2 separate regions of the Ovis canadensis genome follow, and region 1 is linked to region 2. The links are chromatin contacts, called in public Hi-C maps. All regions are on one chromosome and are shown on one strand. The core of a region is the stretch at or near the end of the contact, and the rest is flanking DNA. Distances in the headings are between cores, read along the strand shown.

Region 1 (5,124 bases), core at 1,050-3,549, 37 kb after region 2:
AAGGACAGGCTGAGAGGGAGTTAACTGTCAGGCTGCACAGCCTCTCTCCCTTCCCTCCCCCTACCCAATTCCCTGACTTAAACCAACCACAAAATTACACCAGAAGAGTATATTTTGGAAGAAGGGCGGGTCGGAGGAGATAATCCGCATTCAGATTAAATTTGCCGAGAGAATGAGGGGCGTGTATTTGCTGAGAGTCACCAACTAGCGAAAATCACGTTTGATTCTCAGGGAAATCTCTGGGAGGGGAAAGGTGGGTGAGATTCCTAGGACGAGCGGGGAGCGAGCTGGGGGTGCTGGCATCCGCCTGTGGAGGTGGGAGACTCCCGGACGGTCCCATGCGCGGCCCCGGCGCGCCGGCCCGGAGCGCGCAGGGCCGCGGTTCACTCGCTCCCGGCGCCCCTAATGGGCACTCGTGCATTCCTGCTCGTGCGGTGAACGCACGCACGGCACTGCCGGGTTCGCAGGCCCCCTTAATAAAGGGAGGGCCGTGAAGAGCGCAGAAGCGCTAGGCAGATTTTCTTCCTCTCCCGGGGGCTGGGAAAAGGGCCAGCCCCGTGCCCTGCACGCCTGGTTGTGCTTGGCAGCTCGCGGGTAAACGGAGAGCAGGTCGAGCAGCTGCGGCGCACGGTTCGGGCCGTGTCACCATTTCTTCTTGCTGACCTGCTCTGGAGCCGGGGACGGAGGCGGCACCGCAGAGGTACGCTTTACTCCACCCGCCCCTGCCCGTTCCGAAAGGAATGCCCCACAAGGGGGAAAGTTCGCCATGCAATTTGTCTCGCCTACAAAGTTCTTGGATGTCGGGCATCTTTTGAGGAGGGGGAGAAGTAGTCCCGCCGGCTGGGTAGAGAAGTTCTTCGGTTCAGGGCGCAGCCCGGTAGCGGGGACGCTCCGTGCCTCCTGCAAGCCGGTTAGGATGGAGCAGGGAGGTTTGAACCCGTCCGGGGACGCTGGAGCCGACCCTGGCCGCGTCATGCGGTGCTTCCTTTACCCTCGACCCCCGGAGGACAGCAACAAGTCCTGCCCCAGCCATCTCATCACCCGGCCAGCACGTGCGGATTCCGGGCTCGCGGAGCCCGGTGTGGACCTTGCTCTGCCGCGCGCTTTCCTCTTCACGCCCCGCTCCACCCCAAGAGTTTGCACAGCCCAGGGTGGGCGCCCAGTTCTGGGCGAAGCGCCCGGGGCGCGCTGCGTGGGTGCGGTATGTCTTCTCCCCGCAGCTCCCCGCCGCGGGGGCGCACGCACTTACCTGTGTTCTGCAAGGACAGACGGCCTTTCTGCTGGGAGCCCCTGTCTTGGGGACCTTCGGGGGTGTTGGTGGCGTCGGTCCCTCGAGCTGGATCGAAGGTAACCAGCACCAAAGCCAGGGTCACGAACTGGCCCAGCCGCTCGGCACACATGGTTCTTGGTGTAAACCTCCAGCCCGGAGACCTGGATTCTTTGTGCTCCCCTCCGCCTCTTCCTCCTCCTCCGCCCCTTCCCCTCCTCCTCCCACTCTTCCTCCCGGCTCGCCTTTTCCCTCCTCGCGGCCGCGGCTCTGATAGAGGTTACCCAGCGCCCTCCCGTAGCTCTCCGGAGAGCATGTGACCAGGCCTTTAGCAGCGCCGCGAGTGCCGGGCAATGGCAGGGACGGTGCCTCAAATATCCCTGGAAGCTCTGGTGTCACTTGAATGAAGGAGTCGAGCAGGTGTTGTCCCGGCGGCTGGACCAATCCGAGACCCCCGCCCGTTTGACAACACGGCCGGGAGGCGGGGCCTGCGCCCAACTACTACAGGAGGAAGCCGAGCGCCGCTGGGAGCGCCCGACAAAGTTGCCGACCTGGCGACGGCCACGCGTTTGCGTGCATGTGTGAGTGTGTGAGAGCGCGGCCGGAGATACATGCGCGTGTGCGGGTGCTCCAAGGCAATGGCCGAACGGACTTAACTAAAAGCGAATCCCAGCTCCGGTTGCAGCTAAAGAAAGGCGAGAGGGGATGGTCTGCGCTGGGACAGCGTTCCCCGCCCCCCCCCCCCTCCAACCCCCTCGGGCTCCTGGCTCGCATCACACCCGCAACGGGCTGGGAAAGTTTCCTCTTTCTGCCTTTTGTAATTTAGTTGAGATTCCTAGCCCCGAGGCCTTGACAGATTGGAGAAGTTTTCTGGACACAGTGGTGCTGGGGGCAAGCTGGGCACAGATGGGAATTCCTGGCGGTGTGATGTTTTGCATTAAAAACAAAAAATCCTCCAAACTATTTTAGGATAGGAGCAGAAGCGCTATACAGGACTCTGCCTGAGCGGCTGCCCTATCTTCCTCTTTTCGCCCCGCTGTGGTGGGCCTTGCCACACCTTAAGTGTCAGATTCTTGCCCCTCCCTCAGTCCAGACGGATTCTGGGCTGGGCTGCAGGGATCCAGGTGAGAGACTGGACTTGCATCATTTACAGGCGGGTGGCAGGGAGGCCCGGGCAGCCCTGAGTCAGCCCGCGGCGGAGCATCGCGTGCCCCAGAGGCTGGAGCTTGAAAGGCAACTTTACGCGTCTCCAAACACACTCTTCCATTTTCCCAAAGCGCTACTCGCCGCCGCGTTCTGTGTTCCTTTTACTCTTCATTCATCGGATGGAAAAGGTCAAAAAAAAAAAAAAAATCCCCAAAGCCTGAAAGCAGAACCCGAGGAAATTCTCTCCATCTCTTCTGCTTTCTTGTTCAAGCTCCCTCCCCAAGCACAGCCGGGGCTGGGTTGCCCTCGACTGCTTTCTCCCCCACGGCTTGCGGAAGCAGGGAGAAAGTTGGGCGCCGCTGGGAGCGCCTCTTCCCCCGCTGTGTGTGTACGTGTGCACGCTCACGTCTCCCCCGCGCCGAGGCCGGGGACAGGAACTGCTCCGGGCACCGTCAGTCCGACGGCGCAGCGCCGGGGGCTCGTAGGGCAGGGGGAGGGCGGGGACGCGAGCGCTGCGCCGCTCACCCCGGGTGACGCGCTTTCGCCCCTCCCCCGCCGTCTCCACCCTCCTGCAGGAGAACAGGTGAGCTTGGGTACCAGCTCCAACCCCCGCCCCCGCCCCGCTCCCAGCCCGAGCCCTCTGCGGTAATGCGCCCCGGAGGTTTCATCACCCGCTGCCCGCGGCGACGCGGCTCTGGGTCTCCGCGGCGGGGCGCACCGAGCGCCTCGTTGGGGCAGCCTTTTGACACGGTTGGGGGAAGGGGTGCGGAGACGCCGGGGCCAGGTCGTCCTCTTCAGCCGTTCGACTTCCCAAGCTCCCCTCCCAAGGTCCCAGATGCCGGATGCAGGAGGGCGTTAGGAACGGGGATGCGGGCAGGGTGGGACCAGTGGCTGCGGCTGTCCAGCGTCCAGCGGCCCAGAGGTGGGAGGAATGATAGGACCGGTGGGAAAGGCACCTTCGAGTAGGCCCTTCAAGGGGTTGCAGCGCCTGGGGGCTAGCTGCTGTCCACCGTCCCCACCCGATTTCAGAACCCCAAGAAAGGGTCACTTTGAAGGTCTGAGTCTGCATCGTGACAAAAAACTGACCACTCATGCCCATGATTCCCATAACAATTACATCTTCCCTCAAGAGTTTTTGGGGGAAGGAGGTGGGGTACAAGTCCATTATATTAATAATAGATGGTGCGCACTCCCCACTCTGTTTTTGTTTGGGTATTTATTTCCTTTATTAGTTTATGAAACACTATCTCCTGTAGATTCTTAAGAGACAAAACATAACAAAAAAACAACCGCAGTCTGGCCTCCCACGAAGTCCATAAGCCTCTGAATTTCCTGGGTAGGCTTTCTTTCCTCGGAGAGCCTCTTTTGTAGGTGAGAACATGAGTAATACTGGCATTAAAAAGGGCATCTGGTCTCTTGGCTCTTTGAGCAACACAAACAGGAGAGGTCTAGTGGGTGGGAGCAAGCCCACCTTTGTGGGATGTAGACAGTCTGAGTCTTCTTGTTAGAAGGCTGGGCCACCACCTGGAGCAGGGGTCAGGCAGATGCAGGTCTCTGGGCTCCTGCCTCCCAGAGCTGGGGCACAGCCTTTTGCCACCACAAGGCCCTGGGACTGCCCTCAGAGGACCTGCATAATAGAAAAATTCATCTTGATGCTATTTGCTCCAGTTTCACAGGGGACATTCGTGTCTCCTACCTGAGCCACCTGCCCCTTTTAGAACTAAAAAAAAAAAAAAAAAAAAAAGCGGTAGTTGGATTTGAGGTATATCAAGTGCAGTTACCAGTTCTTAAGAGTTTTATATTCAGACTACTTGGCCAGAGCCAGACATCCAGAGAAGAATGCCCATCCCAGTCTGTCCCATCAGGGCTGAGAAAATTCTGCAGAAGCAGGAGGCAGTGTACTGGGATTACCAGTCGAGGCCACGGGCCTGGGGTCAGAGTAGGGAGAAGAGCTCAGGCTGGTGACTGTGCTGTGATCTTCCCTTTCTCCTTCTAGCCTTATAACCCAGGCCTGGTTTGGCAGCCTGTGGCTGGTGACAATAGGGAGTAGGTAAGGGGCAGTAATAATGATATTATTACTGTAAAGGAAACATGAATGGGGGACAGACAATGGACCATGCATTGTGCTTGCAGATTTGGTCTCTCACTAGGTGGGAACTGAGCCTTTGGAGATGTAAGGACAGTCCAGCTGGTATTGCCCTGAGACTCAGCAAGTGTTCTTGGCTGGATGGGCCCTCCTTCTCAGTTTAAGGCCCAACTGGCAGTGGGAAGGATGAGGCAAGCTCCCTTCGTGACATCTGGGGGCTTCTGTGGTTAATGCATGGAACCCAAGTTTTCCTTTCTCACTCTAATTCACCAATTAAAACCAAACAGTGAGGGTGTTAATTTGGGTTTAAGTTTGAAAGGGGAGAGGATACTGACAAGCAGAAAAGGAACAGAGGGTATCATAGGAGGGAAGACCATCAGGGGTAAATGAACAGAGAGGACGTGGTGCATTTCATATGAGGAATAGGAGTTGCCCAGTTTGGTATTCAAATGCAAGATAAAGCTGTCAAGGACGTTTGGGGCCTGGTTGCAGGGCCTTTGTGAATAAATCTGTGCTCACCAGAGAAGATTTTGTTATCTCATCCTGGTGGGGTTTAAGGTTGAAACTCCAGGATGCTCTTAGACTAGATTCCCTTTTGGAGTTAGGAAAAGGTCAGCGGCCCAAA
Region 2 (4,850 bases), core at 621-3,120:
CGTGCTGCCGTCCATGGGGTCGCAAAGAGTCGGACATGGCTGAGCCTGAGCGACTGAACTGAACTGAACTAAGGGCGGCGAGGCGTCCTCCCTTTGCCCACTTGATAAAAAACGCGCTGTTTTCTCCATGACCGCAAGGTGGCGCTATGGAATCGGAAACGAACTCGCCGCTTATGGAAGAAGAAAGACGTCATAGACGGCGATCTTTAGAGAGAAGGAAGCTAACTGAAAAGGTACAGCTACCAAAGGTGTGTGCAGCACGCAGGGCGAGGACTGAGGAGACCCCAGGAAAAAGTAGAAAAACACTGGGGAAGAAAGATGTAGCACCAGACTTCCCTGGGGGTCCAGGTGTTAAGATGGCTCCAGGCTGCTAGTGCGGGGGTTGTGGGTTCCATCCCTGGTCAGGAAGTTAAGATCCCACTTGCCATGTTGTAGTTCAGTCCCTAAGTTGTGTCCGACTCTTTGCGACCCCATGTTGCAGCACACCAGGCTTCCCTGTCCCTCTCCATCTCCTGGAGTTTGCTCAGGTTCGTGTCCATTGAGTTGGTGACTCTATCTAACCATCTCATCCTCTGCTGCCCTCTTCTCCTTTTGCCCTCGATTTTTCCCAGCATCAGGGTCTTTTCTAATGAGTCAGCTCTTTACAGCAGGTGGCCAAAGTATTGGAGCTTGCCATGCATGCCCTTCCCGCCACCCCCCCCCCCCAAAAAAAAAACCCCAGCATGAATGGGGCAATTAACATGTTGTTGTTGACACCTAATATAAGAGCTACTTGACGTAGAGGGAACTCCTGTGGGTTCTGGGGCCACACATACTGGCTGTAGATCCAGGGTCGGGCACTTACTAGTGGCGTGTTCATAGCTAGCTGCTTAGTTTCTGAGCCTCAGTTTCCCCATCTGTAGAATGGGTGGTCCTTGGGCTGCTGCCAGGGCTCTAAAAGGCCAGGCTGCAGGGTAGATGAGGAAAGGAGGATGGCTCTCACAGCTGCTGGGGAGGTGCCGTGAGCCAAAGTCCTAGGCAGTGTTCCATCCTCTCACTGGGGGTTAGGGGCCTGTCATCTTTCACTATATCTGTCTTGCTGCTTTGTACAGAGAAAGTGCCCAGTGAAAAGAAAGTGAAGTCCCTCAGTCATGTCCGACTCTTTGCGACCTCATGGACTGTAGCCCACCAGGCTCCTCTGTCCATGGAATTTTCCAGGCAAGAGTACTGGAGTGGGTTGCCATTTCCTTCTCCAGGGGATCACCCCAACCTAGGGATCGAACTTGGGTCTCCCAAATTGCAGACATTTTACCATCTGAGCCACCTGGGAAGCCCAAAAAAGTGCAAAGGGGAAGTCGCTCGGTCGTGTCTGACTCTTTGCGACCCCACGGACTATACAGTGCATGGAATTCTCCAGGCCAGAATACTGGAGTGGGTAGCCTTTCCCTTCTCCAGGGGATCATCCCAACCCAGGGATCGAACCCAGGTCTCCTGCACTGCAGGGGATTCTTTACCAGCTGAGCTACCAGGGAAGCCGTATAGAATCAGAGGCTTCCTAGGTGGTGTGGTGGTAAAGAATCTGCCTCCAGTGCAGGAGACTCAAGCTTGATCTCTGGTTCAGGAAGATATCTTGGAGGATGAAATGGCATCCGACTCCAGTCTTCTTGCCTGGAGAATGCCATGAACAGAGGAGCCCGGCGGGCTACACTTCATGAGGTCGCAGAGAGTTGGACGCAACTGAGCCCACACAACATATTGAACCAGTTGAGCAAATGTACACTCTAGAACATGCCACAGGTTTCAGCTTGTGGGAGGGATAGTCGGTACTACAGGCCATCAGATAGGGTGTCCAGGAATGCGCCTTGGAGCAGGGAAGGAATGAGTCAGGCCTTGAACACAGTTGGGGATTGGATAGGCAGATTGGAATCCCCGTCAGCTGGGCTCAGGGATTGCAAGAGCAAGGCCAGGAGGCAGGAAAGAGGACTGGTGTGGGGAGGAGGGGGAGGCTAGAGAGTGAGGAGGGAGGGGTGCCACTCAGGAAGCCCCAGGGGCCCAGCTGAAGCACTGGGACTCGTGGGGGCCACTGGGCATGCAGGCCCAAGATGCCCATCCCTGGGGCAGCCACGAAAGCAAGCCTGCCCAGGTTGCAGCCCTTCCTGCTGTGCCCAGCCGCGGAGGCTCGGGGCCTGGAGGAGCGGTGCCCTGTACAGGCTTCTGCCAGGTCCGAAGGATGCCAGCGTGGGCAGTGAGGGCTGGGTGCTCAGGGACTCTTGAGGTTCAAGGCCCCCTGCTCGCTGAAGTCTCATCTGCAAGGAGAGGGGAGGGGGAGTTTACCAGTTTGGAGGGACTGATCTAGGCCAACACACTCTGTCCACTCCTCCATCAGATGGCCTCGTGGAACGAGAGAGATCTTGACTGTCTCCCTCCTCTCGGGGTGTGTGGCGAGGATCCAGGAACCTGGGCCGGGCACCTGGCCCTCAGAGCACTAAGTTTGTCTAAACCGCAGAGCTTGGGGACGGGGCTGAGTCGGGGACAGGGCTACGCTTGTTAGCAGAAGGCTCCCCAGACCTTGGCTGTGTAGGTGCCAGTCCAGGGGCTTGTTGGAAGGACCGCAGTGCTTCTGACGGAAGTGGTCACTGACTAGACTTGGAACAAGAACCTGGACTCTCTGTGAATGGTGGAGGGAAGCCACTCCATGGCCAAACCGCAGGGGTCCCCTGAGAAGGGGAACTGACATTTATTGCACACCCATTTGGGGCCAGGAACACACACACTATCTTATTTAATCTTTTTCAAGCCCTGTGAGTTAGATATTATTCTCTTGGGTATGGACCTGGGTTCAGTCCCTGGGTTGGGAAGATCCCCCGGAGAAGGAAATGGCAATCCACTCCAGTATTCTTGCCTGGAGAATCCCATAGGCAGGACAGTCCATGGGGTTGCAAAGAGCTGGACATGACTGAGCAACTAACTCTCCATTTTCAAGCTGAAACAGGGCTCAGAGAGGGTAAGTGACTCACCTAAAGTCACACAGCTACTAAGTGGCAGAGGCAGAAGTCTGATCTAGACCTGCCTGTTCCAAAACCTTTTATCATCACAAGAATGATTTTGATAACAATGAATATATAGACGCATATATATGTATATACACTGCATACATATGTATTAAATGATTTTTATATCGTTTTTTGAATCATACCTATCAAACAATTCATTCTGTTGAAGTATACAGACCCACAACAATTTATATATTTTTTCTACGTGCCCCCCATCCAGAGATGATTTTAGTAATAATGAGCACTTTAAAATACACAAAATGTCTTTGCTTGTCCTCTCTCATCTAGTTTCCATTCTGATATGCTATGAGCAAATAAGGCAATTTAAAAAATCACCCTTATTTTACAGACAAGGAAACAGAGGCCCGGAGAGGTTGTGGCTTGCGAAGAGACAGCTGACATGAACAGAGGGGACAGAATGAGTTGGAGTTCATGGACCCTAGGTTGGTTAGTGGTTATCCCACCCTCTACAGGCAAAGCAGGCTGGAGTTTCTTTTCCAGGTGGGGATGGGCAGGTGCCTGGGATACTCAAGAAAGGTATGTGTGTGAGGTCTGGCTGCTGGGTAAGGGCACCTCAAGCCTGGCCAGGGTGACTGGAGAGGGACTTGCTGACTGTTGTACCATCTAGGCTGCTTTCGGCTGCAAGTGCAGGAAACCTTACTCACAATGGCTTAAGTCATAGAAACGTTTAATTATTTCACCAATAAAGAATCTGGAGAGGGCAGTTCCAGCTTTGGCTCAGCAATCTCATGATGGCTGTGTGAGAGCAACACGTGTTCTTTCGGTCGACTCTGCCATCTTTAGCGTTGGCGTGTTGGCCTTAAGTTGTCTTCTAGGTCACAAGGTGGCTGCTGATGCTCCAGGTCTCACGTCTTCACACAGAGCAGGAAAGATGGCAAAGAGGGCATTTCTCCACAGTGTTCTTTTTTTAGTCAGCAACCTCAGAAAATCTTGGCAGACTTCTTACATCTCATTGACCAGAGCTGAGTCGCATGCTCATTCCTGGACTCTCACTGGCAAGGAGGAACAGGATGACCAAGGCTGGCACAGACGAAGCATAATTTATCCCCTAAGTTTGGGAGAGAGAGTCTGGCTTCACACAGCAAGATGTCTAAACAATGTCCATTTTTTCTTTTTTCCTCTGGCTGGGCCAAATGACACGTGGGAGTTTAGTTCCCCAACCAGAGGTCAAACCTGCATGCCATGCATTGGAAGCACGCAGTTTTAACCCCTGGATTACTAGGGAAGTCTCAATGTCCATTTTAATAACACTAACAAAAATGGGGCAGGCAGGTGGGAGGGTGATTTAGGGGAATTCTTTTTGGGTAGGAAACTGCCTGTGTCCTCCTGGATTGTGACAGGGCTGGGTCTAGCATGGCCTGGGGTGGGGTCCAGTTTGAGGCAGGAGAGGAGGCTACCATGGCAGGTGTGTGCCTGGAGGAGGTGGGCCCACCTGTGTCTGATGGCCTGGGAGCTCCCATCTCAGCCGCCAGCAGGATGCCACAGGTGGGAGCAGCTGGGTGCAGGCAGCCTTACCTTGCAGCGGATTCAACAAGGCTATTATTTGTTTGGTTTCCCTGGTGGTTCAAATGGTAAAGAATCTGCCTGCAATGCGGGAGACCTGGGTTTGATCCCTGGGTTGGGAAGATCCCCTGGAGAAGGCACGGTAACCCATTCCATTATCCTTGTCTGGAGAATTCCATGGACAGGAACAGCCTAGTGGGCTATAGTCCATGGGGTCACAAAGAATCGAACGCAACAGAGTGACTCACACACAGCACACACTTGGCCCCTTTAATGGGGGAGAGAGTAGGTCTA

The links. Hi-C and Micro-C count contacts between places; a contact is called where the count stands out from the background.
Region 1: a contact with region 2 is called in a Hi-C map of fibroblasts, with 8 times the contacts expected there. The contact joins the promoter of STC2 here to the enhancer-like site in region 2. A contact is called at or near these places in 2 of 2 Hi-C or Micro-C datasets (fibroblasts and lung).

The regions. Positions count from the first base shown.
Region 1 is chr16:18,027,590-18,032,713 of ARS-UI_OviCan_v2, forward strand. It overlaps STC2 (stanniocalcin 2), which reads right to left and starts at 2,300. Exons shown (of 4, transcript XM_069556171.1): 1 at 1,250-2,300. The coding sequence starts at 1,400.
Region 2 is chr16:17,990,666-17,995,515 of ARS-UI_OviCan_v2, forward strand. No RefSeq gene overlaps it. Among named protein-coding and RNA genes, the nearest start is that of TRNAC-ACA, 34 kb to the left of the region's middle. Within about 2 kb of position 1,871, the one cell type or tissue checked has open chromatin away from gene starts, as enhancers often do. A contact at or near this core is called in fibroblasts, where this site is marked.